Linked DNA regions of Mus musculus: region 1 is linked to region 2. Evidence: chromatin contacts called from public promoter capture Hi-C data. All regions are on one chromosome and are shown on one strand. The core of a region is the stretch at or near the end of the contact, and the rest is flanking DNA. Distances in the headings are between cores, read along the strand shown. Region 1 has its middle 33 kb from the start of Pmp22. Region 2 holds the start of Fbxw10 (F-box and WD-40 domain protein 10).

Region 1 (3,871 bases), core at 237-2,736, 320 kb after region 2:
ATTTAGTTTGAACTGTAAAACTGGGTAATCCTATTTGTGTTGCCTATGGTCATGGTCCCACAGCTGGACCACATCCTGTTAGAAAGGCAAATGACCACATAAAAGGGGGAGGGGTGAGTATGTAGTATGGCCTTACTTTATGGCAACCAGCTGTCTTGAGGGCTGATCACCGATCATGACCAGCATTTTGTTGGTTGACACGGTAATGCCTCAGGAGACATAATCACCTTCCCCCAGACTCTACCATCTAAGGTTCTGACACTCTGAAAATTGCTGTTCTGGGGCTCTGACCCTTTGGGAGACACACCCAAACACACAGAAATCTTTAACCACCTGCTCAGAGAGCACCTTGAGCACAACCTGGCTGTAATTTCGCAGAATTTTTCCTTCCCTAACCTTCAGCACTAAGCTTGGAAGGAGCAGAGATTGGCTTCTAGTCCACAGGGCAAGGATCTCCACCAGATCACTCCTCGGTCACACCAGAAAATAGCACCCTGCAGATGGTACCAAGCAGATAGCAAGAAAATTTACATAAAACAGCCAAGAAATTTTGGTGAAAGTTGAAGAATCTGCTGTTCAAATCAAGATTGCTCTCTCATACCCCCTTATCCCAGTTCACTGAGACTAAGAAAACACTAAACTGTAAGAGCCAAACACAGGGCTCCACCTCCCAGCATCTAGCCAATGAGCTTTCTTCCCTGGGGAGCTGGTCCTTGGCATCTCTCATCCTACCCTCCTACCCACTCCTGAGATCCAGCCCCAGCTTAGTACAGTGTGAGATAGGGCTTCTTTTTCTTAGGCAGGCTCACCTTTTAGGCAAAGGCACAGGAACTCTGCGCTATGATTACTGGGTCCTGCTCGTTCTTGTCCTGTTTCAACCAGGAAGACAGAGCCTCTAACTGAGAGCAGTGGGCTGATCCTTTGATGAGAGAAAAGCTGAACTGAGCATGACCAAGGCATGAGGTAGGGAATGATGGATTCCCTGAAGCAAATAAGGAGCTCTTAGGAGCTGTTTCCAAAGCAGTGCCTTCCCTCAAGAAATGAAGCATTGAGATTTTATGCTGAGAGTCTAAACAATTGAAACAAAGCATTGGTGGGCACATTTCTGAGCATGCTCAGTTGGTTACATCCTAGCTCACCCCTCTCAGCTTAAAGGTGTTAATTTAAGAAGATGGAGAATGGTTTTGTTTCAGGTTCTTATAATTAGCTCAAGATTACAGAACACTGTTTAAGATTAAACTACAGTGGTGGACCTAATGCCTCTGGATAGCCTCATGTCATGTCGTGGGATGTCATGTCGTGGGGATTTAACCGAAAATAAATAGGAAGTCTCATTGAAGACATTAATATAGGAGTTTGCCCTTCAAGGCCCCTGACTCAGCATTGATGAGGAGACATTTGAGGGAAGCTTGCTGCTGCTCTTACTCCAAACGCCAGAGCCTTGGCTCCCAGAATGCCACGGCGACGGGAAAATGGGCCAAGGAGCAAACAGCTCTTAAACTGTCCCCAAGGAAATGGCCATTTGCCTCAGAGTGAAGAAATTGAAGTCCAAAGGGACTATGAAGGAAAAGGAAGGTTATGGCAAAGACATCTGGGAATAATCCAAGATGCAAAGGAAACGTGGGCACCCTGGTCCTGTGAGGAAAAACCAAACTCACATACAGAGAGGGGGGCTGTGGGTCTGAATCCAGCCAAACCCTGACAATGCAGAGTGTTCTTTCAAAGGAGTCAGAATCTGGGTGAGTTCTTTGTAGAACAATTTACGGCCCAGGACATCGTTGGAAACAGTAGTGGGTTCATTTGGTAATGAGTAGAATTTGACAAGTGGGTGTGGTAAGGGACAGAGGAGAGTCCTTCCAAACCACTGACAACATGGGCGCCTATGGACACACCCAAGCTGTGCCTCTCTGAAGAACACTGGGGGTGGAACATTGTGGTGGTAACTTTCTGTCACTGAAAAACTGGCTTATTTGGGCCCAGTTTCCGAGGTTTCTGTTCATGGCTGGCTGGATTGATTGTGACTAGTCCAGGCCTTTGCTGAGGAAGAATTATCAGGGCAGGAGAGTTGTGCAAGAGGGTTTCAGGTGTGGGTTGGAGTCTTGGAAACCTGCTGAAGTATCCAGGCTCATGTGATCAGCAGCAAAGAATTGGACCAGGGACACGTGGTTAGAAGTAGGACTAGAGGTAGTGGCTTATGAATGGGAGAACATGCCTGAGAATGGGGGCTGGCCCAGAAGACTGAGGGGGAAAGCCCAAAAGTTCTAGGCTACAAGCCACATGATGCTGTGTAGGATCCCTCCACAGCACCTGCCTCTTTAGCCATGTCTGTATGCTGCGGATTTTCTTGAGTATGCTCCATGTGTTGTATGAAACAGGTGAGAAAGGGCTTCTGACCTTTCTCTACCAATTGGCTTCTCTTTATGTTAATCTTGATAATAACTTTCTCCCCACACCCTCTTGCCACAGGAAGCAAAGAAGGAGAAATTGGAGACAGGGGACAAGATATATCCTTTAAAGCCATAGTACCCATGACCTCTTTGTTGTAACCAGGCCTCACTTTCTAATGGTCCAGATAGCTGTGGATTCATCTGTGGGCTGATCTATTGACGAAGTTAGGGCCCATATGGTTCAGTCACCCTCCAATAGTGCCACCAACTGGGAACTGAGGCTTCAACACATGAGGCTTGTGGACTGGGGAATGATGACATTTTATATCCAAAGTACAATAGGCAAGATACAGACTCATCAAAATAATTCAGCCAGTCACTAAATAAACAAACAAGGAAACAATGGCCAGAAGCTCTAAGTGGTGAAAGAGTGGGCTCTCTACTCACAGATTCTATAGTATACAAAGAAATATCTAGTTTCTCACATATAAAAACTACAAGATGTGAAAAGGAAAGCGAGAAGTACAGCTCGTGCAATGCACTTTGGAAATAAAGCTGGTATGTGCATAGTAGTCTTTTCGTGGGGAATAGTGGCCCGAGACCCCTAGTGGACACTCGAAGGCATTACCAGACTACTGTATCCTATGCTGTTCTCTCCTGTAAATATGTACCCATGACAAAGTTTACATTGTAAATTATGTATAGTACGACATTAATTATAATGTGATTAAACAATGGTAATGTAGTATAACAAAAGTTGCATGAATTTTAGGCTCTATATCATTTTGTACCATATTCAGCTTTTCTTATCGATGTGTGATAGTGATGCCTACATGGTAGGACACAGTAAATGGATGTGAAGTACAGTCAGGCCATCGTGTAAGGATATTTGAAAATAAGTACTGTGATCATAGGATGAATGTAGTGACAATGAGGATGACTCCAAGTGACTTGCAGGTGGGTAAGATATACAGAGTGGATATGCTGGACAAAAGACAAATTTGTATCCCAGAAGAGACAGAGCCATGCACTGTTAGATTTCATTACATGACTCAGAGTGGCAACTAATTAAAAATGCATGATGTTTTCATTTCCAGAATTTTTCATTTAATATTTCTAGATTGCTGTTGACAAAAAGTAGCTGAAATTACATTATGTGAAACTTCAGACAAGTGCTGTCCATTCTAAGAGAATACACGCACGCATGCACGCATGTGTGTGTGTGCACACACACACACATGTTTATGCATACACACAGGTGCACACACATGTGCATATGCCTACACACACATGCATACACACATATGTGCACATACACATGCATATACACACATATGACTTCTAAGAGGGCCATCATGAAGATGTCACAGAATAAAAGTTAAACATAATTGAGAAAAGAAGGCATTATGATAATACTGCATTTAGTAAAGACTATAAATTCAGAGACTGAAATTATGAAAAAGAACCAAATAGACACTGTGTTG
Region 2 (3,779 bases), core at 561-3,060:
GGGTGGGGCTACCTCTGGGCAGGTGGTCCTGGGTTCTATAAGAAAGCAAGATGAGCCAGGCCTTGGTGGTGCACAGCACTTGGGAGGCAGAGGCAGGCAGATCTCTGAGTTCAAGGCCAGCCTGGTTTGCAAAGAGAGTTCACATTGTCTCAAAAATCAGAACAAAACACAACAAAAAGAAAAGAGAAGAAAGAAAAAGAGAGAGGGAGTGAGAGAGAGAGAAAGTAAGCAGGCTGAGCAAGTCACAAGGAACAAGCTGTTGCGGTAATTTCTAACCCCGATAAGCCTGTATAAAAGACATATAACCCAGTTATATTGATAAGCTATATGCCTAGATTGGGCAGATCTATCACTATACTAACTTATTCTCTAGTTATGAGACCCCTTGCTGCTTGCAGCTTCTCCGGGCCATGTGCTTCTGCTCCATATTGGCTTCCACCTCCTCCTCCTCTGTCTTCTCTCCTCCTCCTTCCTCTGAAACCTCCTGTCCCACCTTTCCCTTGCACTGCCCAATCATAGGCTCTAGCCTTTATTTGACCAGTTAGAATGGGGAAAAGGTCCAGTGAGATCAACAGAGTCCTTGTCAGGGGCAGGGTGGGGACAACAACTCTCGAGGAAGCAGGATTAACATCAAAATACAAACATCACCAGGGCAATCCACACCAGCAGGCTAGTAAGCAATGCTCCTCCATGGCTTCCACACCAGTTCCTGCCTCCAGGTTCCTGCCCCAACTTCCTTTAATGCTAAGCTGAGATGTGGAAGTGTGAGCATCACAAGACCTCTCCTTCCCTAGTTGCTTCGGGTCGTGGTGTTTAGCACAACAATAGAAACAGGAGCTAAGACAGTTATTGCTGAATTTTTTCTTACTTAGCCTTATTTATTAAAGGAATACACATTATCTAGGGGTTGATATTACCTTGTAGCTTTTGCCATCCTCTGGGGTCTTAGAACACATCTTCGATGAATAAATGGAGAATCTAGCAGTGGTGACAGTGACAACAGAGAGACAGTGTGTAGTGAGGGCTTACACTGCCCTAACTTACACTGTGCTATGATACGCAGTCTTTTTGGCGTTGTGTGCACAGTGTCTCAGTTCCCACCCATCCTAAGTACTGTGTGTACAGCGTCTCACTTCATCCTCTGTGAAGCAGAAAGCATCCCCATCTCCACTTTCAGACAAGGAAACTGAAGAACATTAAACAACCTGCTGGTGTTCGTAGAGCAATGGGCAGCTGGGCTGGGGCCCAGACTCAGAAGCCATACCCCAGACTTCACAGTCTTCATTACAAAGCTATGGTGAGACCTTCTGCTACATGGGTAGGCAGCTGACTGTGTCTACACAACAAGTCAACTCCCAACATATCCTCAGGACAACTGAAAATTCTGCACCAGAGAGTGGTTCCCTGTGGATTCACAGCTAGCCCTGAATAATTAAATAATTTACATTATTGTTAAGACAGGTGCTTTTACTGTGGCGATAACCAGAGACTGAATATAATATGCAGGGCACTGGAATAGACTCTAACAGCCACAAATGTAAGAAGATTACACCTAAGCTGTATTTATGAATATTTAAAAGTCCTTAATAACAGCAACTGAAAGATGCTAACATTTTTTTTAAATGGGCCATGTTATGTTTTACATTTGGTTAAAAGAATAGCTGCTATAGAAATAAGATGACCAGCTCTTCCAGAATATACAGCAACTGTCTCTACTTTTGTGGTGCCAGGGTTAGGAGATTTACGGTAAAGCCATGTTTCTAAGGAAGTCAGTACAAAAAGCCAGACTTCTACAGGCAGTTTCTGGGTCAGATCAGTTTACCATCCATCGCAGTGCCTTACGGTTTCTCCAGATGTTCATCCCGAAGAGGCTCCAAAAAGGCTATTTCTCTGCTTACCCTGTCCCTCTGGTGTTTGGTGGGGTTGCTAACGGGCAAGGTTTAAATGAACTGAATGTCATCTCAGAGTCATGGAAAACAGGGAACCAAAACTCAAGCAGGCCCCCTATTTTCGTTGTGAAAAGGGACCCAACTGGGTCCCCGTGTGCCAGAAGTGTGAAGCCTGTGTCTTAGCATGGAAGATCTTTGCCACCAAAGAGTGGTTCCGGAGGGTCAACGACATATCCCAGAGGAGATTTCTAGTCAGCATCTTGGGGCAGTTAAATAGCCTGTATTTGTTACAGTATTTCCAGAATATCCTAGAGACCACCCAGGGGAAGGACTTCATCTACAACAGGTCTCGGATCAAACTCAGTAGGAAGGGGGGGAAGGAGGAGGAGGTTGTAAAGTCCTCCTTGAACCAGATGTTGGATAAAACGGTGGAACGGAAGATGAAGGAGATCCTCTACTGGTTTGGCAACAGCACCCACCGAACTAAGGCAAATTATACTCTCTTGCTGCTGCAGATGTGCGACTCAAATTTACTGCTCACTGCTGCCAATGTGATCAGAGTCCTGTTCATGAAAGAGTGGAACAGTATTTCAGGTGAGAGCAGAGGGCCCCAGAGACCAGACACAGGCTTGGAAGGGGGCATAGGTGCAGACAGACAGGCTTGGAAAGGCAGAGGCTGCCCAGAGGGCTGGTATGGGACTGTGAACCTTATCCTGACATCCTATCACTTACCAAAGGAGGAGCTGCTGAGTGGTACTTCATTCTAGAAAACTGTCCACTGAGAAAAGCAGAAGGAAGGACAGAGCTTTCACCCCGGCACTGAACAGTATCCTGCCTGCCTTGGGCCCAGATCACTGCAAACGGGTGTCACTTCTTCCTTGCACTAGGGTAGGAGGGATGTGACAGGGAAGCTGTGTTTTGTTTCTTAACTGCCATGGGCAGAAACCAGGCCAAACAACAAAACTTACAGCTTTAAAAAAGTCTTATCTTACCATGCCGCTTGCTTAAGCATGAAACCAAATCTTAGTAAGATACTTTAAGAGGCCAAATGTGGCTAAAAGTCCAAAATTGCCCAGGGTACTAGTTTATAAGCAATAGTTTGCACCTGAGTCTCCAAACAGATTAGATTAACAAAAAAAAAAAAAAACCAGACTGTGGTCCTCTGCCAAAGCCTGGCCTAGCAGCTGGTCTGAGACCATGTCAAGCTGTCTGTTTCTGGCTATATAGACAGACATTGCTGGACCCAGCGGGGAACCTTCTTGGTCCTGGGTATTGACAGGAAAGTGTTGAAAGTGTTTGACTGGCTGGTTCTGGACAGCAAAAGAAAGCAGAGGAGAGGTCTGAGACCTGCAATTAGGAGAGGTCAGAGGTCAGAGGTCAGAGACCTACAAAGGTCTAGAAGGTTTAGCCAGAGGTGGGTAAAGAGTGGGAGGGGTGGTCTCTAGGGGGAATTTTCAAGTTTGAGCTCTGAAAGGTGAGTAATTCCTGGTCCCGAAGGATATTTGAGTTGTGGTCAAACTTGTAGACTAATGAGTCCCTCCCTGCTTCACAGATAGGGTTTGCTTTTCTTGGCTGGCTTAGAAACTTAAGCCCTTTCCTCCTCAGTCTTCCAAGTCCTGAGATTACAGGCATGATTTTTAAAGGAATGCCAAAGCTAGGTAATCTAGGATGCAATTAGATCCTTACACAGGAAACCGATTGGTTTCTTTAGTTTTGGGGGGTTTTTTGATATATTTATTTGTATTTTGTGTTTTTTCCTATGGGTATGTATGTGCATCAAGTGTATGTCATATGCCTGTGGAGATCAAATGAAGGAGTCAGAACCCCCTGGGACTAGAGTTACAAACTGTCCTGAGCTGCCACCTGAGTTTGAGGAGCCAAGCCTCAGTC

The links. Promoter capture Hi-C pulls out the DNA fragments that hold promoters and counts their contacts.
Region 1: a contact with region 2 is called in a promoter capture Hi-C map of embryonic stem cells, with 2.1 times the contacts expected there. The contact joins the enhancer-like site here to the promoter of Fbxw10 in region 2. A contact is called at or near these places in 11 of 39 promoter capture datasets (the 3T3-L1 cell line, the C10 cell line, cranial neural crest and 6 more), 1 of 15 datasets of contacts at CTCF or cohesin (the NIH/3T3 cell line), 3 of 115 datasets of contacts at active chromatin or transcription factors (all in embryonic stem cells) and 3 of 9 other capture datasets (adipose tissue, liver and macrophages).

What each region holds. Positions count from the first base shown.
Region 1 is chr11:63,162,300-63,166,170 of GRCm38.p6, forward strand. No RefSeq gene overlaps it. Among named protein-coding and RNA genes, the nearest start is that of Pmp22, 33 kb to the left of the region's middle. Within about 2 kb of position 1,487, at least 18 of the 459 cell types and tissues checked have an H3K27ac peak or open chromatin away from gene starts, as enhancers often do. A contact at or near this core is called in adipose tissue, where this site is marked.
Region 2 is chr11:62,845,313-62,849,091 of GRCm38.p6, forward strand. It overlaps Fbxw10 (F-box and WD-40 domain protein 10), which reads left to right and starts at 1,811. Exons shown (of 13, transcript NM_001033669.2): 1 at 1,811-2,483. The coding sequence starts at 1,970.